Regions from separate parts of the Mus musculus genome. Here regions 1, 2, 3, 4, 5 and 6 are each linked to region 7. Evidence: chromatin contacts called from public ChIA-PET, Hi-C, HiChIP or PLAC-seq and promoter capture Hi-C data. All regions are on one chromosome and are shown on one strand. Each heading gives the region's core, a stretch centred on a gene start, on an enhancer-like site or on the middle of the called end of the contact. The rest is flanking DNA. Distances are from core to core; before and after follow the strand shown.

Region 1 (3,373 bases), core at 100-2,599, 570 kb before region 7:
AGAAGCAGCAAGGGGTTAAAAAACCAAGACCTTCATACTCCCCAGATCCACTTAACTGCCCTGGCCAAGCTGCCTCCAAGGAGAGGAAAAAATATCTCCTTAGATCAGAATGGAGACAGGCTTGCTGTACAGTGCCCTTGTGTTAAACCTAAGAGACAGATGCAAGACGCTTACTCCTCTCTCGTGGTAAATAACTCCAACATGACTGATGCTCCACAGAAATCAATAGCAGGGACGATTGCCTTTTTTGGAACTGCCTGGGCAGTCAGCTGGAGAGGGGGCACTGCTAATCCCAGGCATGCTGCCTGGATCATGCACTGAAAACAGGCTTCACAAAAGAGAAGGGCGAGTAGCTTACTTATTAAAGAGACAACTGTAAAGTCTGATACAAACAGGCAAGCGTAAAGCCTCCACTACACAGACCCAAAGCTTGGCTTGGCAACCAAAAAAAAAAAAAAAAAAAAAAAAAAACCCAAAACAAAACAATAAGCAGTTGAAAAAGTCTAGCCCCCCTTCATCCCTGAGATGACACCGCCACTGAGAAACAGTCTGCAGAGAGGGCTGGTGGAGATGGGCTCCCCAGTGACCCAGAACCCACAGCAGGAAGTAGAGGGGAAGCCTCCTCCGCCTGTCTGACACTAACCCAGTGAAAGACTGCAGTGGAGACCATGGGGATTTCTCCTTTTGCTTTGGTTCTGAAGCAGCCTACACTTTCCTCAAGGCCAAAAGTCTAGCTGACAATTGCCTAAATCGTGTTCCCCAAGGTCGTTCCTTTCTGCACTGCCCACCAAGGCAAGGGAATCCATGTGACCTTGAGGAGGATGAAAGTCATTTCTGACCCCACTTTTAATTCTCAACTGATTTAACTGAAACCAGACACTGGGTGCCAACAACGAGAAGTTTAAAACATTGTACATGAAGCTTGGGCTGATGAGCAAGTCACAAAATGATATATACTAACACCCAGTGCTGCCTGTCAACTTAAAAATTAAAATAAAATAAAATAAAATAATGAAGACAGAAACTCTATCAGCTCCTTTACAACAAACAGGCCTGGTTCGTTTACAACTCCTGGAAATAACTCTGGGTCGGTCAAATGTTCTTATTTCATATGTTCTCACCGGCTTTCAGGACTGGGGCACATTGTTTCCCCAAACACCATCCGGCCATAATGACCAGGTTACCACTGATAATTATGCTCGCCTGTCTATAGGTTTGTCAGCTAAATGAATCCACAGACGCCCGTCATAATGAGCAGAATTCAACTTCTGCCACAGCTGGGCTGACCACATCACATTAGGAAAACAAGCTCTTTGCAATAACCAGTTCTGGGCATCACTGGTTAAAAAAGACTAGTTTCCTGTTTTTCTCAAAGACTTCACAATGTGGGTATTGCTATTTTTTACCCCACCCACACTTCTTCTCTTTAATTGCTGAAGATTAGATGCTGTAAACACCTAACCATGGGTAGTGTGTGTGTGTGTGTGTGTGTGTGTGTGTGTGTCTGTGTGTGTCAGGTGGGGTTTGTCCATTCCTAGCCAAGGCCTCACCTTGGCTGAGACAGGACTTGGGGATTCGGCATGAACTTCCCCGCAGCCTCAACTCAGAAAGCTGACCTTGGAGCTGGGCCTGAGCTAGGGAGGTGCTGCAAGCTCTGTGCTAGGTCCTTGTAGCTGACACCAGAAATGGCAGTTTGGGGGAGAAGACCACTTACAAGTGGAATTGCAACTCAGGTTTGCTAAGCAAATCCCACAGTTAAGAGTCTGGTTAAAAAAATAGTTACGAATCTATTTTTAAAAAAAAAAAGCAAGTATGAAATGCCAACCTAGCATCTACTTATAACCATGGAGAGGCGTCCTTCTCCCTCACTGGAAAAGGCTGCTTTCTTTTTCCAGGGACGTTTAAGGACATGTTTAAGGTACAAAACAGCATGGCTGCTCTGCTTGACCCCCACCACCTCAGTCAAGACCCTGTTCTAAAGTCAATTCCTCCCAGACCCTCCACAAACTTACAGGGGGCGTGTGTGTGCACGGAAGCACATAGCTGCATTTGTGCATCCCTGTCTGTCTGTCTGTCTGTCTGTCTGTCTCTCTCTCTCTCTCACACACACACACACATACACACATACACACACACACACACACACACACACACACACACACACACACACGTGAATGAGAAGGATGATCTGTGTCTGCCTCCTGGGGGAGTGGGGGAGGGGTGCAACAGAATGTGTGCATCACTGAAGCCAGCAGCCCCCCAGGCTGAGCCTAGGTAACAGCAAGCAATGGGTGAGTACTTCCTGAGCACTCAGCCCGGCCTCCAGCCTCCCACTCCGACTTCCGATGACCTGTGTCTCCCCTCCTCTGCCTACATTCTGGTCACCACGTCTCTGGAATCCCTCATCCTGCGTTCCTTTGCATCTGCCTTTCTCACAGACCAAGAGCTCTGAGAGGTTGCATGCGGCAATAGCCGCTCAGCAAACACCGGATGATCTGTGACAGGAAAGTCACTTTTGACTGACAACTTTGGAGTTAGTCAAGTACACAATCTATTTTTTTTTTAAATCTGGAAGAAAAAAGTCACAATTAGGAACAGATTTCTGCCTATAGCTCCTTGATCTAATATTGCGACTTTGAAGCTGTTTTTCTTTAAAACTTTTAAAATGTTTTCTTTAAAAGTCAATGAAGACAGGGGACTCCAGGGGAAATTAAAATCTTCGTTTTGAAGGAGTGAGGAAAAGTGGAGGTCCCAGTTTGAATCTTCAGAGCCTGCAAAAGACGTCAAGCACAATTTTGGCTACTCTAGAACTGGGATGGAGGAAAAATGGAAGCAAGCGCATTCATTCTCTTACTCTAGCCTACTCTACAAACACTGGGTTCAGTGAGAAACCCCATCTCAAAAATCAAGGTGGAGAGTGTTGAGAAATGTCAACCTCTGGCCCACGTGCATGCATACTCACACACACCCAGACATACACACACACACACAGACATACACACAAAGACACACACACACATACGCAAACACTTGCATGCTTACATGCATGCACTCACACACACACACACAGACATGTGCATGCATAAACACATACAGACATACACAGAGACATACACACACACACAGACACACACACACACATCACACACACACGCACTAGAGAAAGTGAAAACAGGTTTCGCCTTCTAAGTTATTTTAAAGGAAAAGGGTTCTAGCCCTTCAGATCTTCTGTATTTCTTTAAAATGGGTAAAAAAAAAAAAAAATCTAGGTCTCAATCAAAACACACACATATTGATTCTGAGTGACGCCCACTCATGTTAATCACAACCAAGAAGAGAAACACTGTGAAATAGGCCCTTTGTGTGGATAAAT
Region 2 (3,216 bases), core at 338-2,837, 840 kb before region 7:
GTTGTTCCACCTATAGGGTTGCAGACCCCTTTAGCTCCTTGGGTGCTTTCTCTAGCTCCTCCATTGGGGGCCCTGTGATCCATCCAATAGCTGACTGTGAGCATCCACTTCTGTGTTTGCTAGGCCCCGGTATAGCCTCACAAGAGACAGCTATATCAGGGTCCTTTCAGCAAAATCTTGCTAGTATATGCAATGGTGTCAGTGTTTAGAGGCTGATTATGGGATGGATCTCTGGGTATGGCAGTCTCTAGATGGTCCATCCTTTTGTCTCAGCTCCAAACTTTGTCTCTGTAACTCCTTCCATGGGTGTTTTGTTCCCAATTCTAAGAAGGGGCAAAAGTGTCCACACTTTGGTCTTCATTCTTCTTGAGTTTCATGTGTTTTGCAAATTGTATCTTGTATATTGGGTATCCTAAGTTTCTGGCCTAATTTCTTATTCAGGGACGCAAGAACCCGGAATCCCAGCAGGTTCTTGCCTTACCCTGATACCTGCTTACGAGCACCAAGGATGCTGCTAAGCATTCTACAATGTACAGAACAGCCCCAATGGAAAGGAATCCCATTCAATGTCAGTCCTACAGAAGCCGAGGAGGAGTAGCTCTAGAGCCTAGACAGTGAGCTTCTGGGATTGCTATATCAAATCTGTAGAACTTGAAAGTTTAGAAATAAAAGGTACTGCCCATAGACTATCTGCATCAGCTTGGGGAGAAAGGCTGTATCTGGACTTTTGAGCACGAGCTCTGGTCAAGTAGATGAGGGGACTCTTGGCTCTTGTAACCCTAAGGCATCATCTTATAAACAAGCCTGTGCATCTCTTATCAAAAATGCTTTATAGGATCGATCGTACTTACCCTCCTTTTAAACTGAGCTCTGCGTTTGCCAAGGCAGCATTCTGATTGTGATCTTGCTTCTTATGTAACTTAGCAACCATAAGAAATGCTGAGTGTCTACCCCACCCTCCACCCACCCAACTCTCTGGAAAAGTCTTTTAACTGCATTTCTAGCCAAGTACCTTGCAGTCTTCCTTCTGGTCTCTTGAATAAGAGTCCTACCTAACACTAAATAAAGTTCTGAGCCACCAGGTTTAGCAGTGCTTCATCAACGCGGGTGAATCGGAGCTGGGGAGCAACTCCAGAGATGTCCATTTTTCTGAAATCCACAGACATTGCGTAATGAGTACTGTTTGAATCCCAGTTTACCCCAAGTACCAAAATGCAAAGCGCCCCCAAAGAACATACTGAAGCCAAATGAACAAGATAACATTTAAACTGCAACTGCAACTGCAACTCCTTGAGTACATTGTATTCATTTAACGAAGATTATTTTCAGAGTTCAGGCATCTATTTAAAGTTCAGAACCTATGATTAATATCTAAATTGCTGATGAGCTGGGGTTTTTTTTTCTTTTTTTGATCCCAACTATTGCCAAGCAATGGCACATCATTAAATGCTGCAGCAGCAAGATTTGCTTCTAAAGAACTGAGCTTATAGAACAGGAGAGGAGGCAGGAAGGAGGAGAGAGTGGGGGAGCTCGAGCAGCTGAATGGTGAGGAGGCCTTTCTTCTTACACTACAGAATGAAAGGCATCACAGCTCTTCCCACACCTGAGATGTTTGTCACTAAAACCACTTCCTTCTCTGAAGTGGGTGGAGACAGTCATTTCGCAGCTCTGAAATTCACATCCTATTCTTCTTCCAGACCTCCTCCTCCGAGCTGCTCTTGGTTCACCCTCCCCATAAACACCCACTCTGCTGCAGGAATTGCAGTTTGCAAGCTGAGAGTCTCTCACGGCAGACAGAGGACAAGCTAAGCAGGGAAAGCAGGATGGGATTTAAGACTCTGAAATTCAATGTCTGTTTTCCCAGGTTTCTGACTTCCCCTAGTATGGAAGCCAAACAAAGCATCATCGGGCATCTTGATAAAGGCAATTGATCTCACCAATTTGCCTTTAAACCAAATATGTTGATGAAATGGCCACCTAACTTCATTTTGATGTGAAGCTCACCTGAAATTCATCTCACAGCCCTTCCAGTTACAGAAGCACCACGTGATGTAAGTTTCTCCTGGGTTCTGAAAACTGGGAGGCTGGCATTGAGCTCTGTGGTTTGTTGGGCTTTGCTATGACAAATGTTTTAGTCGTGCTAGCCCCAAATTAAAGGATGATGCCGAAAATCCTTGCTCATTTGGAAAAATGTTGGAACAAGAATTTGAAGACGATGACTCCCTGAATTCTCCAGGAAATGACATCATCCAGCTCAAACAAACAGCACTTTTCAGAGAGCACTAGTCAGAAGCACAAGCTGTTCTACGTGCCTGGAACTCACCAGGCTGGAGTTCTGGGAAGGGATCTACTGTAAGTTATAGCACGGAGGGCGGCTAAGGAATTTGAGGATGAAGGTCTTCTTGAACGGTTACCTAACTCGTTTCCTCAGTCTCACGCCTTTCTATTGACAACTTATCCCTGTCTGACACCTTTCCATTGTATTTTCAAATATTTTTACCAAGTAAAATCTGTTTTCCATAGTTGATAAAAGAAACTGCCAATTTTTAAGGTTTTGCTACTTAGGACTACAGATATCTACGAAGATGAGTACATAAAACCTTAGGTTTAGGCAGAACATATTTATCTATGCAAGACGAAAGATCCAGGGAAGATACAATGAATGAGAACCAATTTGGACCCAGCTATCTTGGAGTCTTCCTCTGGTTTCTTTAACAGGAGTTCTCCATAACACTAAATAATGGTCCTGGGGCATCATTTCATTTCTGATTGCTGGAGATTGGTTTCTGATTCATCAGTGGATGTAAATATAAATGTAGTTCCAACAATTCACAGAAAAATTAGCCTTTGGAACATAATGTTAGAAAAAAATAGAGTCATTTTCTTAGTGGCATTAAAGGAAGCATGACTATTCGGCCACCATGGTGGTGGTGGGGGAGGGGGGCAGCACAAAGTGGCAAAGGGAGAATTTATTAAGAGGAAGAAATTTAAAATTTAAAACCGCAAGAAAAAGGTGTGCATGGTGGCACATTTCTTCAGTCCTAGAACGTGAAGCAGAGGTAGGAGGATCTTTGTGGGTTCAAGTCCTGCCTGATTTATATAACAATTTCCAGACCAGCCAGAAAGAAGGAAAAAATCTAATTAATAACTCTAATTAATATGCAAAGGGAATAATTAAGGAGTAGAACTGACAATAAGCAGAGTGAATTAGTTCTC
Region 3 (3,392 bases), core at 373-2,872, 730 kb after region 7:
ACCCTTAGAACTGTAATATCAGGAGTGTACCTTTGTCCTAATTGTGGAATTTAGTCTATTAAAATCATTAAATTTGTGAAGCAATAAAATCATAGAATCCATTAATTTGTAGAATTTAGTCCATTAAAATAATTGATTTGGTAACTCATATATTTAGGTTCGTTTTTACCACTGTGTTGGAGCTTATTTCACCTCCTGTTTCTGTATCATTTTCTTCCCCGGTCTTCTCTGTATCCATACGTCTCCTTTACTCATAATATACTGTCTGGGAAACACTGTACACTCAACTGTGCCAAGAACCTGAGATTTTCTTACTTATTGTTATCGTTGTCACACATGTCACTTTTAGATTTTACAAACTTGAGATGCAAAAGATACAATTTAAAATAGCACTCACAAATTAAAAAAAAAAATTGAAGTGCAATGAATTACGGTGCTATCTACATTGTTTCCATTATATTTTTCTGTCACTGATTTCAGACCAGATCTCTTCAGCTGGGACAGAGTGGTCAAAATGTCCCCAATTGAGAGACTTGAACATGCTTTTAGCAAGGCCCACACTTATTTGGGAATTGAAAAGCTTCTAGATCCTGAAGGTAAGGTTGAGATCTTGATTCTGCTATGTATAAGTTTGTTACATAAAAACCTGCTGAACTTGATTCTGCTTTCTAATTTTGAACACCTTTAGCAGTGATGATGTTTTTCTTTTTTACAAAACACTATGACAATTAAGGGATCCTCATTTTACCATATTGGCCATAATTATATCTTTGTGTTGGTTTTCCTACTTTTCTGTGTGTAGTATGTGTGGCTGTTGTGCATGAGTGGAGTGGGTGTGTGCACATATGTGAATGCATGTGTGGGCCAGAGGAGGGAATCAGGTGTCTTTACCACTTCCCACCTTGTCTTTTAAGACATGGGCGCTGTCAGCTGGGCTGACTGGCAATGAGCCTGTGGGGTCCACCTCCCGTCTCCCACAAAGCACTTTATTGCAGTAAATCTTTTGTCCTGTTTGTAGTCTTTAGACAGCAGGTTAATGATTTCACCAGATAAGAGTTAACTTGTATCAAGTAGGATTGGAAAAGTCTAGGAATACCTACTTGCTAGAGAAATAATTCAGAATTAGTTTGGTTTCTTGGAATGCATGTACGTGTGAGCATTTGTGTATGGTTTGAAGACTTTAATTGCAACTTTAGGTTTGAATTCTGCCCACTCTATTGTGTGAGTGAAGCCTGTGCCATATTTTAAATGGCTACATGAGTAGCTCTTAGAGCATTTTGAGACAGTTTTTTGTTTGTTGTTTTAAAATTTGTTCTTGAAGGCAGGGTCTTAGTTAGTATGGAGCCTAGGCAGTCTTCAAACTCATGAACCTCCTGCCTCAGCCTGTCAGGAGCTGAATTGCAGTATGCATTATCATGCCCACCTTATGGAAAACTTAAGAACCGGAGGCTGAATAAGTCTTCACCTCTGTCCATATTTTGTGATCTGCAGCAGCAATTTCCTGAGAGGCAGCATTATGGAGATCACAAATGAGGCATTGTTTCTGGGTACAAGAACAGTCACTTTTTACTTGGTATCGAGCAGTCCACACGTTTCTGAGTCATCTTTTCTTCTGCTTTTAGATGTTGCTGTGCATCTCCCTGACAAGAAATCCATAATTATGTATTTAACGTCTCTGTTTGAGGTGCTTCCTCAGCAAGTCACGATAGATGCCATCCGAGAGGTGGAGACTCTCCCAAGGAAGTATAAGAAAGAATGTGAAGAGGAAGAAATTCATATCCAGGTGCTGGCTCATTTTTCTCGAAACTTTTGCCGTGCCTGTTTGATTTCCCCCAGGTCAAACTTGTGCAGGGTGTTTTCTGAACATGTGTGTGTGTGTGTGTTTTTTTTTTCTGAGTTCCGTTTTTTATGAAACAGGGAAGTGTTTTGTTTCTCAAGGTGAGTAGCGTCTGGGGCTGTTGATCGTGGTGCTGTGTGGTACGCTAAAAGCTCTACTATGGAGTCAACTGGATGCTGAGTGGTGGATTCTGTTTATGCTGAGAGGCCAAGGCGTTGACCTGGTGTGGGGAACGTTTTCTCTCATGTTGTCCTGGGTAATTTTTGTTAAGTAGTAATTTTCTTTCTGTTTGGGGTCCATTAATAGAGAACTTTTGCCCCCAATATCTTCTCATAAGGATTCTCAAAATACCAGCCTTACTTTCCCTTTCCCCTGGAAGAGGCACTGTACTATAAATCATTCATCAGATTTTTCCAGAAATGGGCTAACAGATGATTTCACCAGCAAATAAATGAGATTTTCCTAAGGAGATATGAATAATGGATTTTTTTCTTTCTCCATTACCCTGGCTTGACTCAACCCATATTTTGTCTCTTTGTGATTTTTGTCTAAAATCCCATTCTTCTTCATTCATAAAAGGAAGACCGTTCAGATTTTCGAAGTCATGCATTTTAGCAACTAAGTCCAGATGTTCACACAGGCGCTGGGGAGATGGCTCAGTCAGTAGAGTGCTCTATGTCCATGCCTGAGGAGCTGAGTTAGGATGCCCTGCATGTACATAGACATCGGGTTTGGTGGTCTCCCTGTATCCTGATGCTGGGAGACAGGGATGGGCGGGTTAGCGGAACTCATGGGTCAGCCAGCATAAGTGAGTCACTGAGCTCCACCTTCAGTGAGAGACACTGTCTCAGTGAAGGAAGGAAGGTGGTGAGTGATTGGAAAATACACTAGATATCAACCTCTGGCTACCACATTCGTGTGAACACACATGCTTACACACCACATAGATATACACATATGAGGAAAAAGAGGGGGTGAGGATTGCAAATTTGTGAGAAGTGCATTTTGGATGAGTGTGTGCCCTGCAGCTTACATGTCACCCTCTGGTACTTGGATGGGGTCAGTGACTTGGCCTCTTGACCACTGTGGTTAATGTTACCTCCTTGGCAAAGGCAACACAAAGAATACTCACTTGCTAAGCCCGTTTCTCTGTCATTACTATAGATTTCTCTCCAGATTTGCTTTGACATTCTCATTTAGCAAATTTGCTTTCATTTTTTTAAAAAAGTTACTCAATTTTCCAATTATAATAATCTTGAACATATCATCTTTTTCCCCTATTTTTATGAGATTCAAAGAGTTTACTTACTCTTTTAGATTTTGGGTGGCATGTAGTAATCATTTTATTTTTATCCATTTAGAAAAAGGAGAAAAACACCTTATTGAATAGGAAAAGGGAGAGATGGAGCCTGATTGTGAATCCTGGTTTCTTTTTAGTTTTGATCATCAAATAATGCAGAAGGAAAACCCTTAACTACTGCAAATTGTTTACCTTGGCTCCTGGACACTGCTTTGGTTCAATGATGTACTTTCACTGGGTGACTAAGATGGTGTT
Region 4 (3,401 bases), core at 859-3,358, 740 kb before region 7:
GTGTCCCCACATATCCTGCGGTGCCACCATTGCTGCTTGCTGCTTTTCCTTGTCTTTCCCATTTCATCTGTGTCCCTACAAGGCAGTGCCTGGTTGTTCTCAGTTGGACTATCTCTCCAGCCGAACACCTCCTGTAAGCAGGAGTGTTGAAATGTAGGCGCACAGGAAGTGGTTCCTCAAACACTCCCACTTGCCAAGGGACCTGGCAAGCTGCCATGTCATCACTCCAGGGTTCCCACGCATCTCTCCTTGCTTCAACTCCTCGAGATTTCATGTTCCTTCCTGGGGACAGCTTGCGATTTCCAGAACATGTTCTTGTGTTTAAAGGAAGAGGTTGGGTTTTGGGATCATAAAACTCACTTCTTGTGAGAGATTTTTATATTCTGTCTCCATCCATTGAGACCATAACTCTTTAGAAATGGTGACATGTTTGCAGAGGAGATCTGTATTTATCTTCTAGCAATACATAAAGCGGACTTCTCTCTGTTTTATGTTTGGGACCATGTGGAGCGTAGAAGCATTTACCTGTGACTAGAAAAACAGGAAAGAGCACAGGCTTTGGACTCTTGCGAGAGGTAATTAAGTGGTCAGGAAACAGATGTGCCCAACTAGAGAGTGAGACACTTCAGCCTCCATGATGCTATTTCCAAAATTGTCCCCTCCCACCATCTGTCTTTGCAGATTTGCGGTTTCCTAGCCGTGCTGGGGAACATAGTGAGTGATGGCTCTGCCATTCTCCCATAACCAGTGAGAAATAAAGGAACAAGAAAGGCTCTTCATAAGAGCTCTGGCTTCATTGTCACACATGCGTGAATCCAGGGTGCATTTTTCAGGTTGGGAAATACAATTCTTTGTGGGGCAGGTAACATGATTACATCGCACAATCTCTTCTACTGGAAGGCTGCATCAGTTCCCTGTGTTCTCAGTGAGAACTCGAAGGATGCTCTTGAGATCAGGGGTTCTAGTCCCAGGGATAGCCTTTTGTGCTGGCCTCAGCATCCTTGCATATTAAAAAAAAAAAAGGCCTTAGGCCTGGTGTTCAGCTCTCAAACATTCCACGAATCGCTTTAACAAGCACAGACTTGCGGGTGCTCTTCTGGCACTCCCAGAGAGGAATTTTCCCTGTTGGGGTTGTGTTTGGGGAGTGCTGTTTGGTGTTGCTATATCAGTAGCGCATATCTAGTGCACATATCTCACTGTGGCAGATCCAGATGGGATTACTTTTATTATATTGTTAAAGGAAAATATGTGTACACATATCTACGCAAACACATAGGCACACAAAACCGACCCTTGAGTACCACTAGACCGATGCGGTGGAACATCTTGCTCACCTGAAACAGTCCAGAGTCACAATAACTAATGACAATTAGGCTGCAGGTAGAACTAGATGATAGCCTGCTGTCTAACTTCAGCTCTTTCCTCACCGAGGAACTGAGGAAAGCCATGGTCAGACCCAGCTGGGCAGATAGTTCCCTCATGATGCTGCTCTTTCTCTTCCCAGAACAGGACAGGACCTTTGCAGTACTCTGGACCAGTGTACAAGTGACGTTCTTTAAAGACTGATTTGGAGAATTTGCTAGTGTCATCTATGATTTCACAGCATCACACATTAAAGTTCAGCGTCTTCATCAGCCGTCTTTATATAACTCGTGCTATTTCGAGTTCTACTTGCGAATGCACAGACTCAGGCAAACGCAAGACTGTGGAGAGCCTGGCTTGTCTCCAGGGCCCACTCTCCAATGTGGAATCACTGCCACTTGCCTGTTACAAAATACCTTCTTTTCCTCTCCACACAGCTATGGAAAGGCTTTCCGAGACCACCCTGACTGTTGGAGAGAAAAGGACATCTGAACTGAGTGCTGTCTTGAGAATTATCCCCACTGTGTGGAAACCATTACCCCAGGGGTACATCCTGAGCCTCAGCGGCCAATGATCCCAGAAAGATAGCAGCTAGAAGCAAAACCACGAACTTGGTTCACAGAGATTTCTTGGTGCACTGTCACTCTCCCTTGTTGCATGTATATCACACCATACTCTGGGTTGTGGAGAGATTTGTCTTCCTTAGCGGTAAGCACTCCGTGATTCACTCTTTACCAAGAACTAAGGAAGAGGAAGTTCAGCAAATCCTCCCCTTTAGGAGTTGGCCCAGGATTATGTAAGTGGGTTGAGAGGAATAGTAGAAACAGATGATTTTAATTCACCTCATCTGTTCAGTACCTGCAGCGCAGATGCGGTGTTTGTGAGCATTGCAGCATCTGTTTCATTATACTGTTACCACATCCCTAGACTCTTTCGGCGCATTAGCCATCTTCAAATTGTCTTTCTGAAACATATGTATGCATTTATATATTCCCTCTGCGATGCCTTATTGAATATGATCAGGCAAAATACACCCATTTCTGTGAAATGGTAGAAGCTACTGCGTGTTTCTTTTTAAAACATCGAAAGACATCCTATAATTTTCTTCAATGGGTCTCCATGCCCTTTCCTTGAAAATGTGTGATGTCATTCATTATCCTTACCATCTCCATTACTTTTATTATGATGAGAGTTTAATGCAGGCGATAGGCATCATCTGTCTAAGGTACATATAGCTCTACATAATCTAGCCCAAAGGGTTCCTTTTTAGCTCTGAAAAGGAAATTGTCGTTTTAGCACATGCTATGTAGAATCTTGTTGAGATGCAGCACAAAGGGAACCCTATTAAATCAGGAACCAGCATGCACACTCTGCAGAGGCCCCTCGGTGGAGGCTCATTGGATGATTTCTGCCCTCTCAGGCCACCTCCCCATCTACAGTGTTCTGTGGGACACTGTAGGACAGCATCAGTGCTTGGTGGGACAGCCGACAATCAGAGCGGTGTCATAATGACCACTGCTATGCTCTGTGGGCTATTCTTGCCTTAACATTTCTTAACTCTTAGAATACTTCCTGGTCCTCTACCTCCTCTGCCTATAAAGAGTGAAAGGGGCCCTCTCATGAGACCACCTATTCCTTCCGTTCCCACCCAGTAGAATAGTATTTACAGTGAGCCTAATTTTTCTTATGCCTTTCCAGACCGGACTACTGGACTTCAGAGAGATAGAGAATGAGCCTATATTTATGGGCTTTTAAAGAATTATTTATTTATTTTATTTTTATGAGTACACTGTAGCTCCCTTCATGCATGCCAGAAGAGGATATCGGATCCCATTACAGATGGTTGTGAGCCACCATGTGGTTGCCGGGAATTGAACTCAAGACCTCTAGAAGAGCAGTCAGTGCCTTTAACCACTGAGCCATCTCTCTAGCCCATCTCCTAAGTCCATGGAGTAATGTTGTTTATTCCACAGTGAAGGGACAAGCATGTGAGTAAATGAATGTAGAGAATTTTAAATAGTGTTTCAGTATATCATTTT
Region 5 (3,503 bases), core at 619-3,118, 610 kb before region 7:
TGAATGAGTCAGGCCTGAGCAGCTCAAGAGGAGGTCCTTGTGGAATGGAGCTGAAGAGTACTGCCTCTACCCTTGAAGGAAATCAACAATCCCAGAGCAAGTGGATCTGTGTGACCTTCAAAAGACATTCCGTCGTAGTAAAACGAAAGCATGAACTTACCTCTGGAGAAAACCTGAATTTTCTCCTGAGACTCAGATGGTCTATATGTTTCAGAAACCTAACAGTGCCTGCCTTTAAAGATCGCTTGGTAATTAGCCAACTGGAAAATTCTAAATAAGGTACTATGACAGTAGTGGCTAGAGCTTAACAAAAAAAAAAAAAAAAAAAAGCACACTTGGGCCCGGGTAGATAGCTCAGTGTGTAAAGTGCTTATTATACAAGCATGGGAACCTAAATTTATTCCCCAGAACTCATATAAAAAACTCACAGTGTTAGCAAAGACAGGAGACTCTCTGGAATTGCTAGTCAGTAAGTCTAAGAGAATCAGTTACACCGAAGGTCCTAACCTCGGTGGAAACCTTAACTGGAAAAAGCCAGGTAAATGGCAGTGAGAAATGAAAGATTGTCTTCGGGCTGCACATAAGCATGCACACATACATGTATACACCTCCACCCCTTCCCACAAAAACGCTTGGCTGCGGCTCGGTGGTAGAAAGCACACTTTCAGAACCCCATTCTTACTTATTTCACTTTCCCTGTAGAGTAATGCTTTGTTCATTCAGAGATGACAGGCAGTTACCATGTAGTAACAACCCCAGGGTCAGACCTAAATTCTTCCACTTCCAGCAAACGCTGGCCCCTTCCCAGCATTGTGTACAGGAAGTGCACAGTATCTTTAGTACTAAGCTGGACTTTATGTTGAGTGTGTCTTACAAAAAGAGAAATAAAACTTTACCAATAAGTGTAAGATCACTAAATTCACACTTTTCCATGTGAATGGTGAGAGCTAACATAATTTAAGAGTAAAGAATTATCTAAACCAGTAGAGGAACACCATGGGCAAAATGTGTATGTTTTAGGTACCCGGAGGAACTGCACAAAAAAAAAAAAAAAAGGTATATTAAGAAGTGACATTTAAATTAGATCTCAAAGCACAGATGAGGACATAATAGGTAGATCAAAATTATATCTATATAACTTTCATCTATCTATTCATCTGTACCTCATAATTAGATAGATAGATAGATAGATAGATAGATAGATAGATAGATAGATAGATAGATAGATAGATAATACTGATATAAATAATATAGATAGATGTATTTAATAGATGGTAATAAAGATGTACTGGGCCTGGGTTATTTGCCAGGCTATAGAGCTTGATTTTCCTCTACTGCCACCACTTGAAGGTGACACTGAAGAAGACAGCTAAAGAGACATGGCATAGTGTCCACGAGAGACCCTGCCTCAAAAAGATAAGGTGTATGTATGACACTTGAGGTTGCTTTCTGGCCTCAATGCAAACGGACACACTCATATATACAACCAGCCCCCACACATACAAGTCAAACACACATGAAAAATGCCCATGAGAGATTCCGTTTCTTCTATAAGAAAATGCATGTCTTATGTAACAAAGAAGATTAATACATTCAATTAATAATGTCATGGCTTGAGAAAGAGACACTTGCGTGGCCCTTACCCAGGTTTCTAATAAGGACAGGATGCTAACAGTGAAAGGACCATTTAGAAAGCTGATTTCCTTTCATCGTGCCTGTTAAGTGTTTACTTAATTCACATCCTGTGTGACCCTATGGGAAAATTTTTAACTACTGCTGGGGAAATCCCATAGGGTTACGCAGGATGTGAACTGGGCTTGTGCTGAACCACCTTCAGCTTGAAAAATAAACTGGACGAGGTGAGTTTCACTTTCTGTTTGTCATAAATTCCACACTCTACCTCCTAAAGTTCACATTCACAGAGCATCGGCCTCTCTGGATGGCAGGCCAACAGAAGGCCTGCGTTCTCACTGGATCTTTCAAATAAAACTTGTAGAAAGAATATTCCTGTTCTACAAGCGGCACAAGAGGCAAGTCAGTGCCGTCGATCAAAGGCAGTCAGTGGAGCACTCCCAGAATGCTCCTGCATACCTGCAGCACACACAGGCCAGCTGCGCCTTTCCAGTTCCTGTGAAGAATGCACAGCAAACCACTTCCCCTATAGAAAGAAAGAAAAAAAAAAAAAAAAAAAGCAGCCCAACTTACTTGCTGATGGAAACAGTGTCATACTTTCCACTGGCCAAGCTTGAAACCATTACTGATTTAACCTTCATTAATTTTTCCACAACGATTTGCAGAAATGTCAGGAAGCAGCTGTATGAAGACTGATTAATTATCCTTATCATGGCTACTTCGCCAGGCACTTGTACCCCCCCCCCCCACTCCTATTGATACATGTATGTGTAGAAATATCTAAATATATATTCTAGCATGAAAATGAAAGTCAGCCCTTTGTCCTCTGTTGGTTGAGATGGGTGGTATGGGATGTGTTACTCTGAAAATCTAGATTGATCTGCGCTGTCTTTCAAGGGCCCAAATCTGGATCTGGAGGCAACCCCATGAAATTTGGGACAGTAGCCATGAAGGAAAAGCTTGCTTCCTGCCGATTACTCAGATCTGTTCAAACAGACGCTAATGGATTCATGTCTTAGAGCAACACTGCATGTGTTAGTCAATCACAGAGGCTCGAATTCACTTCCGAAATGTGAATTAGAAAATCAAATGCCCTTTCTCTACTTTTTTTTTCAACTTTTCTTTCCTGCCTCATCATTTTAGATTGCAGGGTACCATCTGTCTCACCCCATCAAAGAACACGCTCTGCATGCCTGGCACAGACGAGGGAGCAGCACACCTCACAGCCCCACGTGTCAACCGCCGAGCATCGTTAAGGCAGGTTCGCCACCCAGTCTGGCCATCTGGGTGACTGGTTCAAGCAAGTTTGGCTTCTCGGGCAGCACTAATGTCAAGTAATACTCAGGAAGATAAACACTGGCAAACTTATTTTCCCTCTAAGACACAGGAATGTAGACAGAAATGTCAACGTGCACCTACTAACGCTGCCAACTAGAAAGCTTCAATAGCAAAGGCTTGTCACATCCCTGAAATACGAAGACAGTCCAAACCTGGCACCTTCCATAACAACTCCAATTTTAAGTAAGAACCTGTTTTTCCTGCCCTCATACTAAAAGGCAATAAAGTGGAACAGGCTTAGAACCAAATGACAACAGTATCTTTCAGAGAGACGGGGAGAGGCCCTCCTAAGACTACATAGACAACACCACAGACCATCCAAAGGCTCCCTTCTTACAGACACACTCATTCCGCAATCCAAAGAAACCCTGGTGTACAGCACTGATGTAATAACAAGAGGCATGCGACATCCAGGCCAGATCATGCGGATCTGGGCCAGAATATCAGCTTTGAATCATATCCCACACTCAATGAACAAATCATAGCATCAGGTGAACTACCTAACCTCTCTGTGCCTCACTTTTCTAATCTGT
Region 6 (3,247 bases), core at 19-2,518, 920 kb before region 7:
TTTCACTTTGTCCTTTTTGTAGTCTACAGTTTCTGACACTAGCATGACCTTTCTCTCTTCCTTTCTTAACACCTGCTTAAGTCACACTGGCTGTCACTGTGTCCCCCTCCCTGCCTATATGTCTGCCTCATTTCCTGGCATTCCCTCACACCCCGTGTGACCTTTGCTTTCATCACATTGTCATGTCCTTAGTGTCTAAAATTATTGAAAAAACCTCATTTACCCATGTACACTCTCTACTCTACCATTCTATAAATAGCATATGATTTGATAGTCTTGTCTTAGGATAATAAAAACAGTAATAATATGTCCAGCACAAAACAACTTCTGTAACTTGGAATACAGCCCTTGGTAAGGATGATCAAAACCCTATCTTCCATTTGAGTGCTGCAAAAAAACCAAAAGCCCTGCACTTCACGCCAAGTGCTTATGCTAGTGTTATAGTTAAGTAGTTCTCAACCTATAGGCAGTGAACCCCTTTGAAGGTCGAATGACCATTTCATAAGGGTCGCTTAAGACCATTAGAAAACAGATATTTGCATTATGATTCACAAGAGTCATAAAATTACAATTATGAAGTAGCAACACAAATAGTTCTATGGTTGGGAGGGTCACCACAACATGAGGACGTGTGTTAAAGTGTCACAGCCTTAGGAAGGTTGAGAACCACTGGTCTAGGATAGCCTTCATCTCCAACGGTTTGGTTTAACCACAGTGGCAAAGTCCCTTCTTCAGTGGTACTTTGCCCCAGAAACGACAGCGGATAAAATCCGGAGAAGCCTCGCTTGTCAGCAACCTGTCTTCCAATCCTTAATCAATGGGAAACGTCTGGTAGAGAAGATATTGCTTTAAAAGGACAGCAGTCTAGATAGCTAGAGACACCTGGGTTTGTTTCTTCAAAGGTTTGGGGAGCTCACTGTGAAACACGGACTGCATCCTTCCATTCCTGCCATGGCTATATGAGTCCACTGGGTGACGCCCTGCTCCCTCCTTCAGCTCCTTCAGCCTGAAGGCAAACCATCTAAAGACCAGGCACTCTCTGGATGGTTGGGCTGTCTCTGGTGAGGGCACGGACCTTGTCATTTCTCACGGAATAGTAAGAGGATTTCTTTTATAAGACAATGAAATGATACTATCCCTCACTTTGATTCTCTAAGTACTGTTAAAGTAATACTATAACAAACAGGATTCATCACCTCAAGGATATCAATTTCAGGCAGGCGACTGTAAATATTTACATCACCAGCAGATGGCACTGTCCTATTAACAATAGACTAACAGCCCTAGACCACAGCGTTCTGCATCAATCCTGCAAGGTTGGTGATGCTAGATACTGCACTGCTCAGCTCTTGCGTGGGGTCAGCCTTGAAATCTTTGATCAAACAGCCGAAATGTTTGCTCCGTGCTTTTGGTGAACGCGCATGGTAAATGAAGAAAAGAGAAATGTCCAACCTTCTCTTTAAATTTCATTTTGCCCTTCCCTACTTGCTTAAAATCACATTTCTGAGAGAAAATGTTGTACTGAAAGGAAGAGAAACAAAATACGGCTAAAACTCCTTTCTTTTTCCTTTTCTTTTTTTAAATTGAAATAGATTCTTATCTCATACAATAGATCCCAACAAAACAGTTTCCCCTCCCTTCACCCATCAAGGACCTACTCCCTTTCTTGATCCCTTCAGAAAAGACCAGGCCTCTAAGAGACAATGACCAAATATAACAAAACAAACTACCTCAGACAAGGCAAAAGGCCTCACAGTGAGGCTGAACAAAGCAACCCAATAGGAAGGTCCCAAAAGTAAGCAAAAACGTCAAGAGATACACCTGCTCCCACAGTTAGGGGTCTCATAAAAACAAGCTAACAGCTCCATCGCATACACAGAGGATCTGGTGCAGAGCCACACAGGCCCCAAGCTTGCCACTTCAGTCTCTCTGAGCCCTGCTTAGCTGATTCTGTGGACCACATTCTCCTGGTGTCCTGAATTCAGACCCTCTGACTCTTACAATCTTGCCTCTACTTCTTCCACTGGCTTCCCTGAGCTCTGAGGGGTGGGACATGATGGAGACCCCCAATTTAGATTCTCTCTCCACATACTGTGTCTGCATCCACTCCCACCCGCTGCCAGTGGATGCCTCTCTCATGATGCCTAGAAACGGCATAGACCTATGAGCACAGCAGAATCTTAAAAGGAAACATTTCTTGAGTTTTGTTTCTTTTCGTTTTATTGTTTATTTTTATTTCGTTTGGTTTTGGTTTTGGTTTTGGCAAGTCAAGTTGGGTTCTACCCTAGGTCTCTGGACTATCCAGTCTCCAATTCCTGACCAGTGTCCTTCACGGGGACCCTCTAGTGGAGTGGGCCTCAAACTAAATCAGACGTTAGATGGCCACTCCCAGGAGTTCTGGGCCACCCTTGCTCCAGCACATTTTGCAGGCAGGACAGATTATAGGTCAAAGGTTTTCCGGTTGGGTTGGTGTCCATATTTCTCTTTCAGTAACCTGAAGAGTACCCTCCCACAACAAAGAGACTAGAAAGTCAGGGAGAAGGTTCCATGGAGGAACCAGCTCGACCGCTCCGTGTTCACTGAGCTGTGTGAATGTTCAGTGCTGCTGTTGTGCTCAGCACTGGGGCCCTGCTGTCAGTTTGCAGAGAGCAGCCCTCTGTTTGTGCATCAGCCTCAGTTGTTTGGGAGTCTCCCTGGGACCCCCTCAGCCAACAACTAAGCCAAATGCAACCTGGTCCTGCCATAGTTTTTTATTTTGTTGGGTTTGTTTGTCTGTCTGTTTGTCTTTCAATGTGCTTTTATTTGGTTGCAGTTTGCTGGGGGTTTTGTTGTTGTTGCTGTTTGTTTTGGTTTGGTTTAGTTTTTCTTTTCTTTTCTTTTTTTTTTTTTTGGTGCTGTTTTATTTTGTTTGCTTGGTTGGGGGATTGTTTATTGTATTTTAGTTGAGAAAGAATTGAAAGTTGGGTGGATAGAGGGGGATGATATGGAAAAACTTGGGCGAGGGGAAGAATATAATCCAAAGACATATTTAAATTTAAATTTTGTTTTAAATAATAAAATATATAATAAATTTAAAATGTTTTTGATGATGTTGGAAATTGAGACCAGGGGCTTGGTAGAGGCTAGGTAAGCACTCACTACCACCTCCAATTAAATGATCTCCATTTAGTATTGATTTAGAAATAAGGTTCTCTTAAGTTATTCAGAATGGTTTCAAATCCACCATATAGGCCAGGCTGTCCTCAGA
Region 7 (3,573 bases), core at 749-3,248:
GTGGCTAATGTAGAAATACTAGGTTATATTTCCTGGGTTCTAAAGCTTTGGATGAGCCATTTATCTCTATGAAGATGACACAGAAGATCGACCAAAGGATGGAGAGGCAGAGCCTGAAGGATGGATGCACACTCATGAAGCAAGCAACAGGAGAGAGATGCCTTGTATCTCCTAGGTAGTCTGGAATGCATGTTCCAGAACGAAGATTGACTTGCAAGCTGGGAGGGAACACCAGAGGACACCGTCAGAATATGGACAATCCCAAGAGCAGGTGTGGGACACAGTGGATGACAAACTGGCAAACGTGGTGACACGCTCCACTGTAATGTAAGTTTTCCATTGTAATGTAAGTAGACATTGTAAGGTATACTCTCATGGACTAATCTAGTTATGATCCAAAACAATCCAAGGGTGATTATTTGGGCTAAGTATAACCTCTAAGTGCCCCCTGCTACCTTACCACTGCCTTCTCTGAAACCACAGAGCTCTCTTCTGCTAAACCACACAAGAAACCAAGAAAGTGGAGTACTTTTAGAGCACCATCCTTTGTTTTACATAATTTAGTGTGTGTGTGTGTGTGTGTGTGTGTGTGAGAGAGAGAGAGAGAGAGAGAGATCTGCAGGACAACTTGAGGGAGTCAGTTCTCTTCTTCCGGTTTGTAGGTCACAGGGATGGACCCGGGATCCTCAAGCTTGCCATAGGAGCTTTACCTAGCCATCTCACCTGGTTCTGGAGTAGTGCCCATTCGCAAACTTTGTTAGCAGGAAAGAGTTAAAGCAAGTCCAGACGATTTCTGCTGACGGTGACAATACCCACCCCACTGCACCCCACCCCCACCCCACCCCCACAGAGTTGCTGTGAGAAAAAAAGCCTTTAACAGCTTGTACTGTGAACAGCGTGACCTAGTTGCTAGGCCCTTTCCGTGTCTGTGTTTTCTAGCTTTCCTCTCTTGGTTCTTGTTTCTCTCTTACCTTAAGCATGGGCTTATTTTCTTGTTAGATGAAATACTCCATACAAATCGAACCTGAGGTATGTGTGAATGTGTGTGTAGGGGGAAGGGGGCGTGGCGTTGTGATGGTTGTGTCCTCCCTTCCCCTCTCTGTCTCCTTCTCTTCCTGCTGCTGTCTATGGTGCCTTTGTGAAGCCCAGCAACGCGCCTCCACTGTCAAGAACTTGCAGAGATGGTCAGCTACTTAGCTTACAGCTTTTCACTTCTGGGCCAGCCTCTACTTGGGGACCTATCTGGGTAACTGATAAAGCTGAGATTTCAATTGGCAAAACCAACGTCCCCTTTGCCAGGCATCCCGGCTGCTCTTCCTTTGGAAAGCATTCACTCAAACCTCACATCTGTGACACGAATTCAGCCCTTAAAAGACTGATCTTTTTAAAAACCACGACCTTTGAGTCTGACCCAGTATACACGGAAGCTCAAGAATGTGGGGCTCTGAGAGACAGAGATGAGCTTTGACAAGGGCAAGAGGCGAATCTTGCAGGGAGGACCAAAGGACCAGACTTCACAAGCGACTCCAGATCTGCCAGGAATCCTCCTGCAAACCCAGTGCCCTTTGGCTCCGGTGTTTTGCACCTGTAAACTACATATGACAGTCATTGGGTCCTAGTCCTATTATATTACAAGACAGCCAGGTGTGTGCACGCCTGTCCCCACCCCTCGGCGACCAAGTGCAAATGAGGCTGTTAACTCTGACCTTGCATCTCAGCTCTGCAGCTGAAACTCCACTTCTCTGAGACCCTTTGGTTGAGCCGCTTTGGGTCAGAGGCGACAGACCCCTGTCTTACAATACAGGAGCCGCGCCTGGGGGTGGGGGTGGGGGGCGGAGCAGCCGGAGCAGCCGGAGCAGGTTCTAGGGCACCGAGCGTGGCAGGCTCGGAGGCCGGTGGCTGTCGCCCGCGGGAGCGAAAGCCGGCTGTAGGCGGCTCCTTCCTGTGCAAACTTTTCTGTGCTCTTCCTCCTCCCGCGCTGCGCCCCGCTGCTTGCGGCCGCCTCCCCGCCCTGCCAGCCGGCCAGGGGCTCCACGCGGGGCCGCGGCGGACAGCGCAGCCCTTTGCGCCGGCTCCACCCTGCCTGAGCTTGCTCCCTCCTGGCGCCTAGAGCGGATGGCGGAAGCCGGCAGGAGTCCTGAGATGTCCCCGGACCAGCCAGCGGGCCAGGAGGCGGCGGCGGCGGAGGCTCTGGACCCCGAACCCGAGGCTCCCGGGCCACCGGTGCCTTCCCTGCGCTGGCTTCCCGGGGATCCGAGTCCCCGTGGCCGCTCCCAGAGCGACCTGTCGTCAGCCTCGAGCCGGGGCCGCCCGCTCAGAGTCCACATCTCCGGCTCAGGTAAGGGTGGCTCTGAATGGCCCGGAGTGGTCCAGGGAGGGCTAACCCCGGCAGGTGAGGATCGCCGTATGGCGATCTTCCCTGGACGTTCGGGAGCAGCCGTGGGGGTTAGGGGACGAGAGCAAGGGCGAAAGCTGTAGTCCCCACATCGCCACCTCCTGCTGGGCTTCAAAGGCTTGGTGTCCCTTGGCTGAGCGGCAGGCGACCGGTGGGTGCGCCCGAGTGGGTGCGCCGCTCTTCTGCGCGGGTGCCCACAGCGCGATTTTCGCGGGTTCCCCTGGACTCCCGCTTGGTTGTGCAGCGCCAGGCGGCACCAGTTTTGGCTTTGGGTCTAGGGCTAATTTGGTTCTTGGGCTATTTGGTCTTTTATGGGACTGTGGTCCTTCGGAAGGGTGTGGTCCCTTCACTTCATGGGTAAGCACAGGGTTTGAAAGGTAACCCTACTCACTCCTACTTCTGAAATAGAGATTTCTTGGAGCGGGTCGGGAGGGGGTTGCTGGTAACAGGATAGGGGAATCCAGTTTCCCTGACTGTGAAAAGCCATAGAGGTGTTATTGAGAGCTAGGCCTGGCTCTGTGTGTGTGTGTGTGTGTCTGCTGTAATGTTCTCTGGAAAGCCTGGGGCCAGTATTGCTGTTGTAGAGAGAAACCTGTGTCCTGTGTCCTCTAAGGACAGGCGACAACTAGGAACTTCACTGAGACCCAATGCTACCCAGGCTGCGGTGAGTGAAGGAGGACAAATTGCTTAACTTTGTCTCAGTGGTCAACGTGGAACGATGGTGATGGTATGGCATATCAAGTGGAGACATTAGGCAGATTGTCGTTATTTAAAATATCCCGAGAACTGGAAAAACTTTTGTCTTTAAGTCCAACAGTTTTCAAGGGTGGTTTTTTGTTTGTTTGTTTATAATTTTCAACATGTGACCGCTGCATGGGAACTAGAGAAGGACGGGGCGCGGGGGGCGGGGGGGGGCATGAGAATGACCAGTTTCAGGAAAACGCTTACTAATGCGAACTGCACCCCCCAACACACATTCCCCTGCGGTGTCTTTCCCCACGTTCTGAGGTCTGGGGTCATGCCTTCCTTGATGATTTTCCCCGTTTGTTTATTTGTGTATGCGCGCACGCAGGTACACCTCAGAATGCATGGAGAAGTCGGAGGCCTTGTTCATCAATCCACTAAGCCTCCTTTCCAAACCCTTTCACAGTCTTGAAAGCAACCTCATCCAACCAAAG

Evidence for each region. Promoter capture Hi-C pulls out the DNA fragments that hold promoters and counts their contacts. A called contact is a pair of places that touch in the nucleus more often than the background predicts. ChIA-PET counts read pairs in DNA pulled down with a chosen protein or histone mark. HiChIP or PLAC-seq counts read pairs in DNA pulled down with a chosen protein or histone mark.
Region 1: a promoter capture Hi-C map of hematopoietic stem and progenitor cells shows a contact between it and region 7, with 3 times the contacts expected there. The contact joins the enhancer-like site here to the promoter of Phactr2 in region 7. A contact is called at or near these places in 5 of 39 promoter capture datasets (the 3T3-L1 cell line, the SN4741 cell line, hematopoietic stem and progenitor cells and 1 more), 1 of 15 datasets of contacts at CTCF or cohesin (the NIH/3T3 cell line) and 1 of 9 other capture datasets (embryonic stem cells).
Region 2: an RNA polymerase II ChIA-PET map of memory CD8 T cells shows a contact between it and region 7, with 8 read pairs. The contact joins the enhancer-like site here to the promoter of Phactr2 in region 7. A contact is called at or near these places in 10 of 39 promoter capture datasets (the 3T3-L1 cell line, cranial neural crest, embryonic stem cells and 6 more), 1 of 484 Hi-C or Micro-C datasets (cerebellum) and 4 of 115 datasets of contacts at active chromatin or transcription factors (embryonic stem cells, forebrain, memory CD8 T cells and 1 more).
Region 3: a contact with region 7 is called in an H3K4me3 HiChIP or PLAC-seq map of bone marrow-derived macrophages, with 6 times the contacts expected there. The contact joins the enhancer-like site here to the promoter of Phactr2 in region 7. A contact is called at or near these places in 3 of 39 promoter capture datasets (hematopoietic stem and progenitor cells and liver), 2 of 115 datasets of contacts at active chromatin or transcription factors (bone marrow-derived macrophages and embryonic forebrain) and 1 of 9 other capture datasets (liver).
Region 4: a contact with region 7 is called in a promoter capture Hi-C map of hematopoietic stem and progenitor cells, with 3 times the contacts expected there. The contact joins the enhancer-like site here to the promoter of Phactr2 in region 7. A contact is called at or near these places in 16 of 39 promoter capture datasets (the 3T3-L1 cell line, the C10 cell line, the HPC-7 cell line and 10 more), 1 of 15 datasets of contacts at CTCF or cohesin (the NIH/3T3 cell line), 5 of 115 datasets of contacts at active chromatin or transcription factors (bone marrow-derived macrophages, large pre-B cells, neural tube and 2 more) and 1 of 9 other capture datasets (embryonic stem cells).
Region 5: a Hi-C map of pro-B cells shows a contact between it and region 7, with 5 times the contacts expected there. The contact joins the enhancer-like site here to the promoter of Phactr2 in region 7. A contact is called at or near these places in 7 of 39 promoter capture datasets (the 3T3-L1 cell line, the C10 cell line, embryonic stem cells and 2 more), 1 of 484 Hi-C or Micro-C datasets (pro-B cells) and 2 of 115 datasets of contacts at active chromatin or transcription factors (bone marrow-derived macrophages and embryonic stem cells).
Region 6: a contact with region 7 is called in an H3K4me3 HiChIP or PLAC-seq map of forebrain, with 15 times the contacts expected there. The contact joins the enhancer-like site here to the promoter of Phactr2 in region 7. A contact is called at or near these places in 15 of 39 promoter capture datasets (the 3T3-L1 cell line, the C10 cell line, the HPC-7 cell line and 10 more), 1 of 15 datasets of contacts at CTCF or cohesin (the NIH/3T3 cell line), 7 of 115 datasets of contacts at active chromatin or transcription factors (craniofacial prominence, embryonic forebrain, embryonic stem cells and 3 more) and 2 of 9 other capture datasets (embryonic stem cells and macrophages).

Annotation. Positions count from the first base shown.
Region 1 is chr10:14,043,192-14,046,564 of GRCm38.p6, reverse strand. All of the region lies in intron 1 of Hivep2 (human immunodeficiency virus type I enhancer binding protein 2), which reads right to left. Among named protein-coding and RNA genes, the nearest start is that of Hivep2, 78 kb to the right of the region's middle. Within about 2 kb of position 1,349, at least 130 of the 459 cell types and tissues checked have an H3K27ac peak or open chromatin away from gene starts, as enhancers often do. A contact at or near this core is called in hematopoietic stem and progenitor cells and pre-B cells, where this site is marked.
Region 2 is chr10:14,313,217-14,316,432 of GRCm38.p6, reverse strand. No RefSeq gene overlaps it. Among named protein-coding and RNA genes, the nearest start is that of Gm40603, 7.6 kb to the left of the region's middle. Within about 2 kb of position 1,587, at least 66 of the 459 cell types and tissues checked have an H3K27ac peak or open chromatin away from gene starts, as enhancers often do. A contact at or near this core is called in hippocampal neurons and memory CD8 T cells, where this site is marked.
Region 3 is chr10:12,742,436-12,745,827 of GRCm38.p6, reverse strand. It overlaps Utrn (utrophin), which reads left to right. Exons shown (of 74, transcript NM_011682.4): 7 at 481-596; 8 at 1,623-1,783. Among named protein-coding and RNA genes, the nearest start is that of Utrn, 120 kb to the left of the region's middle. Within about 2 kb of position 1,622, at least 8 of the 459 cell types and tissues checked have an H3K27ac peak or open chromatin away from gene starts, as enhancers often do. A contact at or near this core is called in bone marrow-derived macrophages and hematopoietic stem and progenitor cells, where this site is marked.
Region 4 is chr10:14,208,933-14,212,333 of GRCm38.p6, reverse strand. No RefSeq gene overlaps it. Among named protein-coding and RNA genes, the nearest start is that of Gm51759, 83 kb to the right of the region's middle. Within about 2 kb of position 2,108, at least 53 of the 459 cell types and tissues checked have an H3K27ac peak or open chromatin away from gene starts, as enhancers often do. A contact at or near this core is called in bone marrow-derived macrophages and hematopoietic stem and progenitor cells, where this site is marked.
Region 5 is chr10:14,084,671-14,088,173 of GRCm38.p6, reverse strand. The region is part of intron 2 of Hivep2 (human immunodeficiency virus type I enhancer binding protein 2); the gene reads right to left. Among named protein-coding and RNA genes, the nearest start is that of Gm51759, 41 kb to the left of the region's middle. Within about 2 kb of position 1,868, at least 164 of the 459 cell types and tissues checked have an H3K27ac peak or open chromatin away from gene starts, as enhancers often do. A contact at or near this core is called in bone marrow-derived macrophages and pro-B cells, where this site is marked.
Region 6 is chr10:14,389,197-14,392,443 of GRCm38.p6, reverse strand. No RefSeq gene overlaps it. Among named protein-coding and RNA genes, the nearest start is that of Gm40603, 68 kb to the right of the region's middle. Within about 2 kb of position 1,268, at least 17 of the 459 cell types and tissues checked have an H3K27ac peak or open chromatin away from gene starts, as enhancers often do. A contact at or near this core is called in forebrain and hippocampal neurons, where this site is marked.
Region 7 is chr10:13,472,821-13,476,393 of GRCm38.p6, reverse strand. It overlaps Phactr2 (phosphatase and actin regulator 2), which reads left to right and starts at 1,998. Exons shown (of 13, transcript NM_001195065.1): 1 at 1,998-2,338. The coding sequence starts at 2,116.